Linked DNA regions of Ovis aries: region 1 is linked to region 2. The links are chromatin contacts, called in public Hi-C maps. All regions are on one chromosome and are shown on one strand. Each heading gives the region's core, a stretch centred on a gene start, on an enhancer-like site or on the middle of the called end of the contact. The rest is flanking DNA. Distances are from core to core; before and after follow the strand shown.

The links. Hi-C and Micro-C count contacts between places; a contact is called where the count stands out from the background.
Region 1: a contact with region 2 is called in a Hi-C map of hypothalamus, with 2.4 times the contacts expected there. The contact joins two enhancer-like sites. A contact is called at or near these places in 11 of 16 Hi-C or Micro-C datasets (blood, hypothalamus, liver and 4 more).

Annotation. Positions count from the first base shown.
Region 1 is chrX:39,449,461-39,455,406 of ARS-UI_Ramb_v3.0, forward strand. The region is part of intron 1 of BCOR (BCL6 corepressor); the gene reads right to left. Among named protein-coding and RNA genes, the nearest start is that of BCOR, 26 kb to the right of the region's middle. Within about 2 kb of position 4,656, at least 30 of the 54 cell types and tissues checked have an H3K27ac peak or open chromatin away from gene starts, as enhancers often do. A contact at or near this core is called in hypothalamus and liver, where this site is marked.
Region 2 is chrX:39,408,478-39,414,462 of ARS-UI_Ramb_v3.0, forward strand. All of the region lies in intron 1 of BCOR (BCL6 corepressor), which reads right to left. Among named protein-coding and RNA genes, the nearest start is that of BCOR, 67 kb to the right of the region's middle. Within about 2 kb of position 3,169, at least 28 of the 54 cell types and tissues checked have an H3K27ac peak or open chromatin away from gene starts, as enhancers often do. A contact at or near this core is called in hypothalamus and liver, where this site is marked.

The sequences.
Region 1 (5,946 bases), core at 3,406-5,905, 42 kb after region 2:
GCGCAGCCAGGCCCTGCCTGGCATCCCTGGGTTTGCGAGCCCGGGGACGCTGACGCGGACTCTCGGCGGGGCCTTCTGCCAGACCTGCTCTCTGTTGGGCCTGGGCTGGCTCAGCGAATCAACTCGGACCTTCCCAGCAGATGGTGGGGCCCACGCCGTGGCCGAGGGCTTAACTGATAGGGACCCCTCTGGTCCCCGCCCCTCCCTGAGCCCCAGGACAAAGGTGTGGATTTGAGGAGGTCAGCACTTCCTCCAGGCAAGAGTACAGCCCTCTAGTGTCCACCCTGGGGGCCACTGGCAACTGTTTATCTGACTCGGAGGTGCTGGGAGGCCACCACCCTGGGCTGAATTGACATTCCAGCTTGCCCATCTCAAGACCCCTACGGCAAAGCCCATGCCCCGACTTTCCAACAACTGGGAATCGAGTGGACTTCCCACAAGGAGGAACAGTGTCATGTGAGAGGAGCCCCTCAGCCTCAAGTTCTCTGCGGCTCCCTTCCACTGCCTGCACAATGGACCCAGCATGCCACTCCTACTGGGCCAGAAGAGCCTCTTACTGATCTCCCCTCCACCTCCGAGCTCATCTCTCCAACCTCGAATGAAGCTGAGCGCTTTCTCCAGGCTGTTGGCTCTGCGGCACACTGGCTGTACACACGTACACACACATACACACCACGAGTTGTTCTCGCCCTTCCTGGGGGCCTCCCTTCTCATCTCCCTGCTGGGCACCCTCGAAACCTGACTGCTCAGCCTGAGTGCAGAGCCCTGGCAGAGTGGGGAGCCTGGAAGACCAAGGGGAGGCAGCCAAGGGAGAGAAGGAGAGGGCCCTGCGTGTCTGAGAGAAAAGAAGCCAGCCTGCAGCCACAGCCTGGAGGAGAGGGGGAGTATAAAGGGAAAGCCAACACTAATCCCTCAGCCTACCTACGTGGGGCCTGACAGTTTACAAAAGCCTTTTCCCTGAATATTATCTCATTCGCACTGGGCTATAAGGGAGGGAGGGCAGATAGTGTTACCCCCATTGACAGACGAGAGATGATGCCCACAGAGGTTAAGATAGGTCTGTACCAAGGTTGCAGAGCTAAGAGTCGTGGAGGAGCCCCCAGGCCCGGGGTTTCCTGCTCCCAAGTTCACTTTCCTGTTCAATAGCTCTGTGTGTGTGAGTCTGGGTGACTATCTGTGTGGAGGGGAAGGGGGGGGTGGCTGGACAGGAATGAGCAGTCCAGTGAGGGGAGTCCAGGAAGGAAGGACATAGCCTCATACCTCTTCCTCTGCTCAGGTCTCACCCAGCAGCCTCCTGCTGTTTCCGTAGCAGCCTGTGAGCCGGCCTCCAAAGTGCCTGCCCAGGGGTGAACTGTCCGTGGCTCCAGCAGTGGCTATTCCAGAGGGCTTATATCTTTGGGAGGCCCTGCTCTGCTTGTCTGCTCAGCTCTCCTCTCTGCCTGTCATCCCCACCCCCAGCCTCGGCTGCAGGATGCCTTGCGTCCAACTGTGGTTTCCGGGCAATAAAACAACTATTAAAGTCTCAGGCACGGCTGGTGATTTGCATCACATCCTCTCGTGCATGGATTCAATATTTAATACACAATATTGAATACGGATATTAAAAATCAATAGCTGAGGACCCCTGGGGAGGCGGCACAGTGCGATCCTGCTTCGGGAACACAACCAGCTCCTCTAAAAAGACAGGAACGGCAAGTTCAGCCAAGCTGAGCCCAGCGCCAGGGGAAGTGAGGAGCAGTGGATGCCTCGCAGCTTCCTGATCTACTTAACTGCATCATTCCTAGGTCAGGCTAGAGGGAGGCCAAAGGAACTATGTGCCCTCAGGCTTTACTAGCTGGCGAGGGGGGTGGGGTAGAATTTGTTACCAAGCAAGCTACCAGGTGGATGGAGATGCCCCTTTTGTTGCCATTTGCACTTTGGTTTGGTTTGGTGCAGGCAAGCACTCAACACTTCCCACCATGATGGCTCCTTCCCACCGCCCAGAGGCCCCACAGGGAGCTTCTGGCATAAGCTTTCAGGGAGATGGACCAGAGGATGTCAATGGCTCAGAATATTCTTTGTACAGTAAAAGAAATGTTAATTAGGCTCGGAGTCACAGGGTCTTCTGAGGCACCACCAGTCTTCAAGACAGAAACCCTCAATCACGTGACCTGCCAAAGGGCCTGGTGATGGCCGGCTGGTGACAGGACGAAGACGAGAAGGAGGCAAGATACTAACGCGCTCCTGATCCAGAACAAGAATCCGGTTTGCCTGTTAGCCAGGAGAAGAGGGAGCTCCCCGGGACGCATAATTATCTTTTCAGGCCTGAAGAGGAACATAAATTACTCTCTTCTTTATCAAAACACAGAAATACACTTTCTCCTACATAGCAACAAGGTTCTTGCACACTGGTAGGGAAGGGGTGAAGAAGAATAAACATTTTTGAGAGAAGATTCCTTTTTTATCCAGTACAGAAAGAGAAGAGAAACTAACAGTGGGAGACACACTTAGCTTATCTGATTGGAAGAGCCTGGACGTTTTTTGATGCCAAAGAACTAGGTGAACTTGACCCACTGAAGTGCCATCCTAGATACCAACTTACATCAGTTTTATAGATTCCCTTTTTATTAGAGCTTAAATCAATATGGATGGAGTTGGAAACCTTGCTCTGGTTATAAATAGAAAGGACGCCTCAGGAAAACCCCCAAAGTGGCAATTTGGGTAAAAGTGACAAGGGAAGGAAAGAGGTGTTAGAAAATGACAGTTAATGAGCCAGTGGCCTTGCCTCTTTGTTCCCTAACAGTTGTCAGAGAAACCATCAAAGGGAGGGAACAGGGGCCCTTCTCAGAACCATCACAGGAAAAGCTGACTCGCTTTCTGGCTGCTGCAGATCCCCTCGGTGGTGGCTCACAGACCGGCCCCCTGGGAGTTTGCCTGTGTATATTTATGCATTTCCGGGCTGGGGGTGCACGCACTTTTTACAATGTCAGGCCTGGGCCTGTGAAACCCACCAGCAAAAGTTCTATACGAAGAAAAAGATGTTCTAAGGAAGATGTTGTATATGGAACAACTGCTCCAGCCTAGTCAGCAACATCTTCTTGGTTCCTTCAGCACTACCAAACTCCCTCATTTCTTCCCACCTTGGCTATTGGCCAGGCTCTGGGCTTCCTCTAGACCCACACAGACCTGATGGTTTACAGACCCCACCGTGCGCACGGGGCAGGGACATATGACCAGGGTATAAGCCAGCTGGCCAAGGGGGAAAGGAGGCTCAGCTCCCATGGGGGGAGGACCCAAGGACCCAGGATACAAGCTCAGAACCCACTGAGGATGACACCTCTCCCTTGGACCCACCTGGTACTCCAAATCAAGACAAAAAATGGTGGCCTTGTCCCATATTGGTGGGCTACGCCTAAAGGTGGAGGCAGCCTCTGTGGCATGAAGAACCTACACATTGGGTCCCAAACTTGGAAAGGGTTTGGAGGCAGGAGAGGGGTATCTTCAGGCCTCCCACCTCTCCACCCTTCTGAACATTTTCCTGGAACCCACTGAAGCTGCTAGTGGAGTTGTTCCTGAAGCTCCTCGGGAACTGTCGCTACCTCCTGGTGCACGACTGCAAGGAGAATGGCTTTCTGTCACAGAATCCCTTGGATAGTATTTGCATTCATCAAAACAAGGGGCCTCAGATTCAGGGGCAAAGCCTCACAGTTCCTATACTGACTCTGCTTTCCCTCCCGCACCTCTCAGAAACACACCCCCAAACTACTGGGGTGTACACCGAGCTTGAGGCCAGGGTCAGCGGAGGCACGGCCGCCGCCACCAACAAGTTGCCGGCCAAGATAACAGCTGCGGGAGGGGGAGGGGAGCCGCAAGCAGCCACGACCGAACCGTTGCGATCTAGAAAATTCAACAAGAGGCCGCCGCCAGCGCGGCGGCGGCGGCGGCTCCAATTAGCTGAGCCAACTGGGAAGGCAGAGAGTGAGGCGGCGGCCCCGCCGATCGTGCCCGGGGCGACCAGGCGGGCGGGGGCGCGGGGCCTCGGAGCTGCCCGGGCGGCCCTCGCCCGGCCCCTCCCGCGGGCTCTCGGAGCGCGCCTGGTGTTTACACACTGTCCTTCCGACACGGGATCAAGTTTCAGGCCGCGCTGGAGGCGCCGGGGGCCGGCCACAGGCCCGGGAGAGGGGAAGAACTGGAACGGGATCGAAGGCAGCGCTGCGCGGACCAGAAGGCCCGGCGCGCGTGGGCACAGCTAGTGCCGCGATCCCCTCGGGGGTGGGGCGAAGGGAAGTCTGGCGGGCAGGGTGGACAGGGACAGGTGGGACTGCGGAGAGTTATCCGGAGGGAGAACCATCTCCCAGTCGCTAGAGTGGCGTGGTTTGCTCACTCTGGCCGGAGAACTAAGCCCCGGCGAGGGGCGGGGAGGACTGCCCCAAAGCCGGGCGCCAAGAACGCTTTGAGCGCCCCTCGTTGAGCTCTCCGCTCTTTCCCCCCAGTACCTTTGATACACTACCAGATGGATTCAGACCACTGTGGGGCAGGAAAGGGGCTAGAAGAGGAACGCACTCGCGGAGACCTCGAGCCTCCCCGCGCGCTCTGGCCCCGGGGCTGTCGAGGCCTCGGGCCGAGTGCCGGAGGGCTCGCCGCTCCGCGTCTTCTCTGAGCTGGCAGCGCGCGGGTGCCCCATGCTGTCAGGCGGCGGCGGGTATGCTTCCAGCAGCAGGCACGCTGTAAACAGCTGCGTGCGCGCCCTCCCCGCCCGGGCTGGGAACCTCACCCAAACACCATGTCGCCTTCTCTCGGGCTCCCGGCAGAGGCTGGGGGTGAGGGGGTGGGGAGGAGGCGCAGGGGGTGAAGCTTTTGTAGTCTAGCCGGGAGAACCCGGGCCCCCACCCCACCCCCAGGCCAGCGGGGCCCGGGAGCAAGCGTTCTGAACCTGCAGGGGTGCGGGGTGCTGCGGGGAGGGGAAGGAGTCAGCGCCTGCCCCTCCCCACTGAATGTCTGCTTTGTTCCGGAAAACAAGGGAAGCATTAGGCTGCTGCCCCCGGGGAAACACAAAACTTCTTTTTGAATCTCGGGAAGGGCGGTTGACTGCGCTACGGGGCTCCCGAGACAGACCGAGGAGGGGAAAAGCTGAGAGGGCGGGTGGAGACAGGGAGACTCCGGAGGGAAGACGACGGACAAGTGTGGGGCGGGGAAGACAGCCGCTCAGGGTGACCGGGCGAGAGACCCGGGAACCCGACTCGGCGTGAACGTGCCGCCCGAGTTCCAGCGAGCAGCCGGCCCGGCCAAGTGGCGCCGGCCCAGCCGGCGGCCGTGCCAGCTTCCTGCCCTGCCCAGGACCGCGGAGCAGTCGGGGACGCCGCCGCAGGCTGGCCCGGAATCGCAGGACAGCGGGGTGGGGGCCGCAAAGCTCCCAGTAAACCCCAACCAGAACTTTGTGCATCATATTTGCCCCTCATCCCCACGGTGGGCCCGGATCCCAGACCTGGGGGGCGTCGGCTGTGGGCTTACAGTCTTGGAGAAAGGAGGGGGCAAAGGCCCAGGGAGCTCCCCCGCGCGGGAGGTGGGAGACTGTCTGAGGTGTCTTTGGTCTCATTTGATGACCACTAATCGGATCGACTCCCAGGCCCGCTGTGCCGTTGCGAGGGGGCGGGTCACATCTGCCCAGGCCGGTGCGTGCGGGCGAGAGGACAGAGTGAAAGCAGACCTGGAGCTCTCGCTCTCCAGCTCCGGATCTTCTCCCGACCGCCACTCCTCACTTCGCCCTTCCAGCACCTAAGGAAGGGGAGGGCACCCAGGCTCTGCTCCACCCTCCGCGGGGCGCTCCCCTCCGCCTCGGAAGCTCAGAACTAGAGCGAGGGTTTTCCCCCTTTCCCCTGGGCTCGCAGGGTTTCCAACTTCCTCTAAACCGCCCTCTCCGCTCCGAAAAGCCCCGAGGAGAGGAGCCGAAAGGAAGCACGCCGCTGG
Region 2 (5,985 bases), core at 1,919-4,418:
GGCATCTTTGTCCCAGGGATTTCAGTTAACTGGGAACATCTAAAGGTAGCTGCCTTCCCTGGTAGGAGTCTGCTAGACTTAGGAGTCTCCAGGTTGAAGATGGCTGCTCTATTCTTTGAAGGGTTATTGGGCCTCCTCCGGAGGAGGGTCCAGAAGGCAGCCCCAACATGGTAGCAGCAACTGCCTCTCAAAATTTCTGGTCTAGGCTCGATTTCAGGCTCTGACCAGGCACGGGTGGGTGAACTACCATTGACATTGAGGGGCTTTCTGAGTAGATGGGTGTTGGCGGCTTGGGGAGGCCTCGTCTTGCGTCCCACCTGGTTCCGGCTTAAGAGACCTGAAAGCCGCCGAGCTGGGCTAGATGCTCCTGTAGATAAACTCGGACGCCATGACCCATCCTGGCTGCTTATTTAGCGGTCCCTCCAGCTCATATTTTACCCAGCCGGGGGCAGTGAGTGGGAACCGCGGGGAGAGGGGGCAGAGAACACCAACTCTTCGCTCGCAGACCCTGCAAGGCGGCTTTCGGCCCGAGACGTTTTCTTGGCAGCTTCCCTCCACGGCGGCCGCGGGACTCCGCTGACACGCACCACCCCGCACTCTTTCGCGGACAGCACCCCGGGGCCTGGAGGGATCCGGAAGGCTCCTCCAGCCCCTCGCTCGGGGCCGGAAGGGAGTACGGCCCAGCAGATGGAAACGCGGCGCTGGCCTGTCCCTAGGTACCTCTGGGCCCCCACAAAGTCGGGCACCGAGGTGAGTGGAGCGGGGAAGCTGCCTAGGGAAGGTCAGCCAGGAACAAAACTTGGGGCTAGCGCAGGGAGGGGGATTCCAAGCGGTCTAATCCGCGGCACTTCCCCCACCCCTCCCCGATTCCCCCTCCGGGTCCACTCGGCTCGGCCTTCGCCCTCGATGCGCGCCCCCCCCACCCCCGCATCCCAGAGTCTCCAGCACTTTGGCCACCGCACAGCCCCCAGCCGCGAGTGCGGGGGGTGTGTGGGGGGGTGCTGGGTGGTTTGTGTTGCGAGGCCTGACAGAACCTTCTGTGTGCGGCGCTCGGAGGAGGCTAATGCATAATGCACAGCGCCTGGAAGCCCGGCCATTAGCGGCCTGTCGGTGACACAGACAAACGACTGAGAGGGAGGAGATCTAGCTCGCTCTGGAGTTTAAATATACCAGCGTGGAGGGGAAACGCCATGATTTAAAAGTGTGTGTTTGCAGGCACTCGCATATATTTTAATGATTTCCAGCAGGCCATGCGTCCCAGCCTTGCATCCCCCTCCCCCAAACGGGGATGTGTGCGGGGTGGAGGGGAGGAAAAGGCAGGGGGGGAACGAAGGCAGAATGAGAGGCTTCAACCCGAGACCCACCACTAGCTTTTGAGAGATGAAGGGAAGGTGAGGTTGGTAAACGCAGGGCGGAGAAAGCGAGGCCTAGAGAAGCCACACGACCCAAGGCCATACCCAGATTTTTTTTTTTTTTTAATCTGGCCATCGAGACTTCCACCCGGACTGGACCTTTTCTGCGTTGTACTAGAAAGGCCTGGGGGAAAGAATAAACCCTGCTACCCTGGCTTCCCCCAAAGTGTCCACATTTTTTAATCTTCCCTTTCCACTGACAATCCTGAGACCTCCTTCCTCCCCGTTTAACACACCAGTGTTTTTTAGCAATTAAGGCGAGAAGGGGGTGGGGATAAAGATAAGCCAATTTTTTTTCCGCCATGCAAGTGTGAAAGATAAGATAAGGCTAAGCTGAGGCAAAGCGGCTGCTTACAACCTCCCCTCAGCGATTTTGATCGGTCACTTCTTATCTCGCAAAAATGCTCCTTTCGAAAACTGCATCAAGAAAAGAAAAAGGCTGAAGGAAAGCATTTTCATTTGGAAGTGACATTTAAAACCCACCTCCTCTACACCAGCAACCCCTCCTCATCGGCCGGACTCCCCAGGAAAAGTCGCACCTCGACTACAGGGTTTCAGGCTTTCTCGTAGGGGGGAAGATTACTAGTGTAATTAGGCTGAATAAAACCAGGGATGCGTGATCAGGAATTATCCTGCCTCCAACCCCAAGCTCACAGCCGGGTTTTCCTTCTCTGAGTTCCTGATCGGTGTTTGTGTTTCATCGTCTCGCTGGTGTGTTGAAACTAAACAGGTAGTTATATTTGGGAAGGTCATATAACTATGTCAACACGAAGCGGTTGTTAATGCGAAATAATAAGAAACTCTGCTGATTTTTACAGGCCCCTGTAAAGGAAGAAAAAGGTGTCATGAGCCTCGGAACCTGAGAACCCTCAGCCGAACCGGACTCTCGAGGAGCCTTATAAAATCCTTTTCTTGCACAAAAATCTCACCAAAGGGTTTCCGGAAGACTTTGTTGAGGGAGGTTTCGGTATTGAACTCCAGGCCTGCAGAGCGGCCTGTAAATTTCCCCCAGCCCAGCCGCTGGCCAGATCGCAAACATCAAGGCAGGCGCCCCAGGCCGAGTTGATGAGCCTCTGCGCCCACCTCCGGCTTAGAGCTCCCGAGATCCCACCTCTTCACCCCTCATCCCGGGTTCGCACCTCGGCGCCGGGCGCACACTGAGTCGGCCCCCTCCGGGCGCAACCTAAAGCCCGGGGCTAGCCGCGGCCGGATAGTCCCCGGGGAGTCGAAACCGCCGGGCGGGGAAACCCCTCCTCTCGTCCTTCCCCGAAAAGCCTGGCCGCGACGTAGGCGCCGAGCGAGCGGGCATCCGCTGACAGCCGGGCCTCACGTAAGGCCCACACGCGTCCCATTAGTCAGCCTGAGTTCCCCTCGGGCGAGCCGTCTGGCGCGGCCCCAAGGCCGGGCGCGGGCGGGGAGGGGGGTGCGGGGGCCGCGGCGAGCTGGCAGCGGGGCGGGGGCGCGGGCTCTGCGGGGCCCGGCCGGGCTCGGTTCCGCGTTCCTGGGCCCGCGGGTAAGCTGAGCCGGCGGGGCAGGCCGCTCCCTGGCTGGCGCCGAGGCGCCGAACTGCGCTTCACGTGCCCGCCATATCAGCGGCGGCGGCGGCGAGGAGCGGGGGCAGGGAGGCGCGCCGCAGCTCCCGCGGGGTCTCCGGCCCCCGCCTACCCCGCCCTGCCCGGGTCCGGGTTGGACCACCCCGCAGCCCCCATCCCCGCGCCGGCCGAGATCGGCGCTGCCAGACGCAGAGAGGTTCCTAGGGCGCCGTTCCGAAAGCTGCGCGGCGGCGGCAGCCAGAGGAGGGTGCTCCTCGCGGCCGCCCCGGGAACTTCCCAGCCGCCCCGCCGCCGCCGCCGCAGTCACCGGGACCGGAAGCCCTTGCGCCGCCCCGAGCGGCCTCCGCTGGCCCCCAGGGCTGTTCCAGACGAGGGCTAGTCGCGCGTCACCTTCGATCCCTCCTGGTCTCAGGTGGCCGTCCTCGCCCTGGAGCATCCCCATTTAAACACGGAGAACCCTGCTCGCGGTCCAGCGAGACCTTTCTCTATTACCACCATCAGCGCGGCTCCCCCCGCAGCTGGGACGGGAGGGGCGCGGAGCCGCCACTCTGGCCGGGCAGGAACACCTGCTCCCGGGCCCTGCAGCTGGGCGCGTGGTGCCGGGAGAGGCTGCCTACTGTTGTGTGCAGAGATCGCGGAGGAGAAAATGGGGCTCTGAAGCTCAGGGCCAGGCGCAGCGGCGCCCCGGCCGCCCCCATCTCCCATCCTTTCTGTGCAATCAGGCCCGAAGCTCGGGGACTGGGGTCTTCCTGAGGGTCGAAAGGCCGCCAACCGTGGGATCCGGCTTCTGGCCTTAAGAGGTCGTTCGCAAGACAGATGGGGCAAAACCTGTTTTGGGAGCCATCCCGGTGTCCGCCCCCGCTCTCCAAACCAGACACACTCATCTCCCCTCGGCCCTCACTCTAGCCTCCAGCGGGGGACCAGAGTAGGTCATGGCGGCACTGATACGGGGTTCGGACTTTGGCACTCCGCGTGGAGAGGGCCGATGGACCCTCCCCATCTCCTCCGTGCCCGGGCCCGGAGGAGATCGGGCAGCCGAGATGACCAGCGCCGCTTGCCCTGCCTCACCCCTCCTCCCCCGTCCCGCCCTCCCCGGCGCTCCTGGCCCAGGGCCCGGCCGAGGAAGGCGTTGTTTTGCCAGCGGGAGCCGAGCGAGTGCGCAGAGAAAAGCCTCCCTGCTCTAATGAGAGTGCACACAGCGCTGCGGCGAGGAGGATGATTACCCGGCGGGCGGGGGGGCGCGGGCCCGGGCCGCGGGCGGCGTGTGCGGCGGCCCCGCGGGCCCGGAGTCCCCGCCTGTCTGGCTGCTAATCGCACGCTTTCTGCTGTTACGGAGGCAGGCGGGAGCCGGCGGCCGAGCCCAGCGCCGGCGACTCGGCGGGTGACACGGAAACATGGCGCAGCGCCCCTCCCCCGCCCTCCCTCCCCGCGCTCCCGCCTCCCGCCTCGCACTTCCTCCCGCCCGCGCGGCTTTTGCAGTTCTAATGCTCTGCTGTCCGCCCGGCACCATTACGCTAGCAGCCGCTTCTCGGCCGCCCCGCGCGTCTCTTTCCCCTTTGTTTTCGGGGTCTATAGAAAACGTTTGCTTTTGTCCCGACTTCTCGTTAAACCAAACTTGTGGTGGCAACGGAAGGCGGTGCGGGCAGGGAGGGGCCCGGGGATTTTGGCAGCAGCCGACCAGAGCGTGGTGGAAACTTCTCTCGCTGGGTTCCCCACCACCCCGCCTTCCACCCTCCCCTCTCACACACAGGCCGGTCTGCCTGCCGACGCTTACCCCCTTCTCCCCCGAGAGGCCTCAGCGCTCCAGGAAGGACGTTTGGCGTAATGACCAGGCGTGAAGATCCTAGGGTGCATGTCTGTGGGCCCTGAGTTTGGGGCACTCAGTGACCTCGCTCTTTGAAGCCCTGACTTGCCTTTCCCTCCCTTTGGTCATTCGGGGCTTTGTATCAGCCGGTGGAGAAGGAAGAGGAGGGAAGAGAAGAAAGTGTTTCACGTGTGTAGTTTTTACATTAAGGGTTTGTTGGAATCTCTCATCTCCAACTACGGTGAGAAGGGGGAACGTGGGGCCCATGGGGGAAAGGGCCAGAAACCTAGGCCTGGGAGCTGGATCTTACTTCACTGGTCGGCTCAGCTACAGTCGGTCCGCAAGCAGGGTGGGGGTGGGGGGACCCTGCAGAATGGGGGAAGGACGGGAGGGTCAGATCCCTCGATCCAGGAGACGCCAAACCTCCCTCCTGGGGGCTAGAGCGCAGGTCCCCCCCGGCGCGCTCCCTAGCCCAGAGCGCACGCCGTGGCTCCGCACCGGAGCTGCTCAGGCGGCAATTTTTTAAGCCTGCAATTAAGCGAGGCGTCGCCGTGTCCTCTGCTAGTGTCGATCCTGTCAGTCGCACATGGCCTTGGTGCTCCGGTCCGAGGCCTCGCGATTAGTCACAGGCTCGCTTCGCTCCTTCCCTAATCCGCCTCTGCAGGCAGCCTGGGGACGCGGCCGACTTGGCGGCGCTGGCAGGGAGCCACTGCGCGAGGGGCGGGCTGCCCGGCCAGTACCAGCCCCGCTGCGCCCGAGCCGGCGCGGGTCCCGGGGTGCGGGCTTGGCATTCCCTCCCCGCTTCACAGCCCCCAGGCTGGGGCGACGGCGCCCCTCCTCCTCTCGCCCCACTCCGGGGCCTGCGAGATCTATTTGTGTGGTGTCATTTGCATAAAAATAGGACAAGTGTTTCAGTGCGTTCGAACGCGGGAGGCGAAATCCTTATTGATGTGTCTGTGTGGAGCCCTCGGTTGTCGGAGCGGTTTGATTTAGGGTGTTTGTGTTGCCTTCTGCGAGAAATGAGAGGAAATCCTGCGCAACGCCTTCGGCGGCCCGGGCCCCCAAGAGCATCCCCCTCTGCGCGCCTGGAACGGTCCACCGCCTGGACCCCGGCGCCCCGAGTCCACAGCGAGCAGGTTGAGGGCCAGGCGGGGGACCCATTATGACTCATAAAACCGGGCGGCCTAATCACCAGCTGCCAACCCGTTTACGTGTG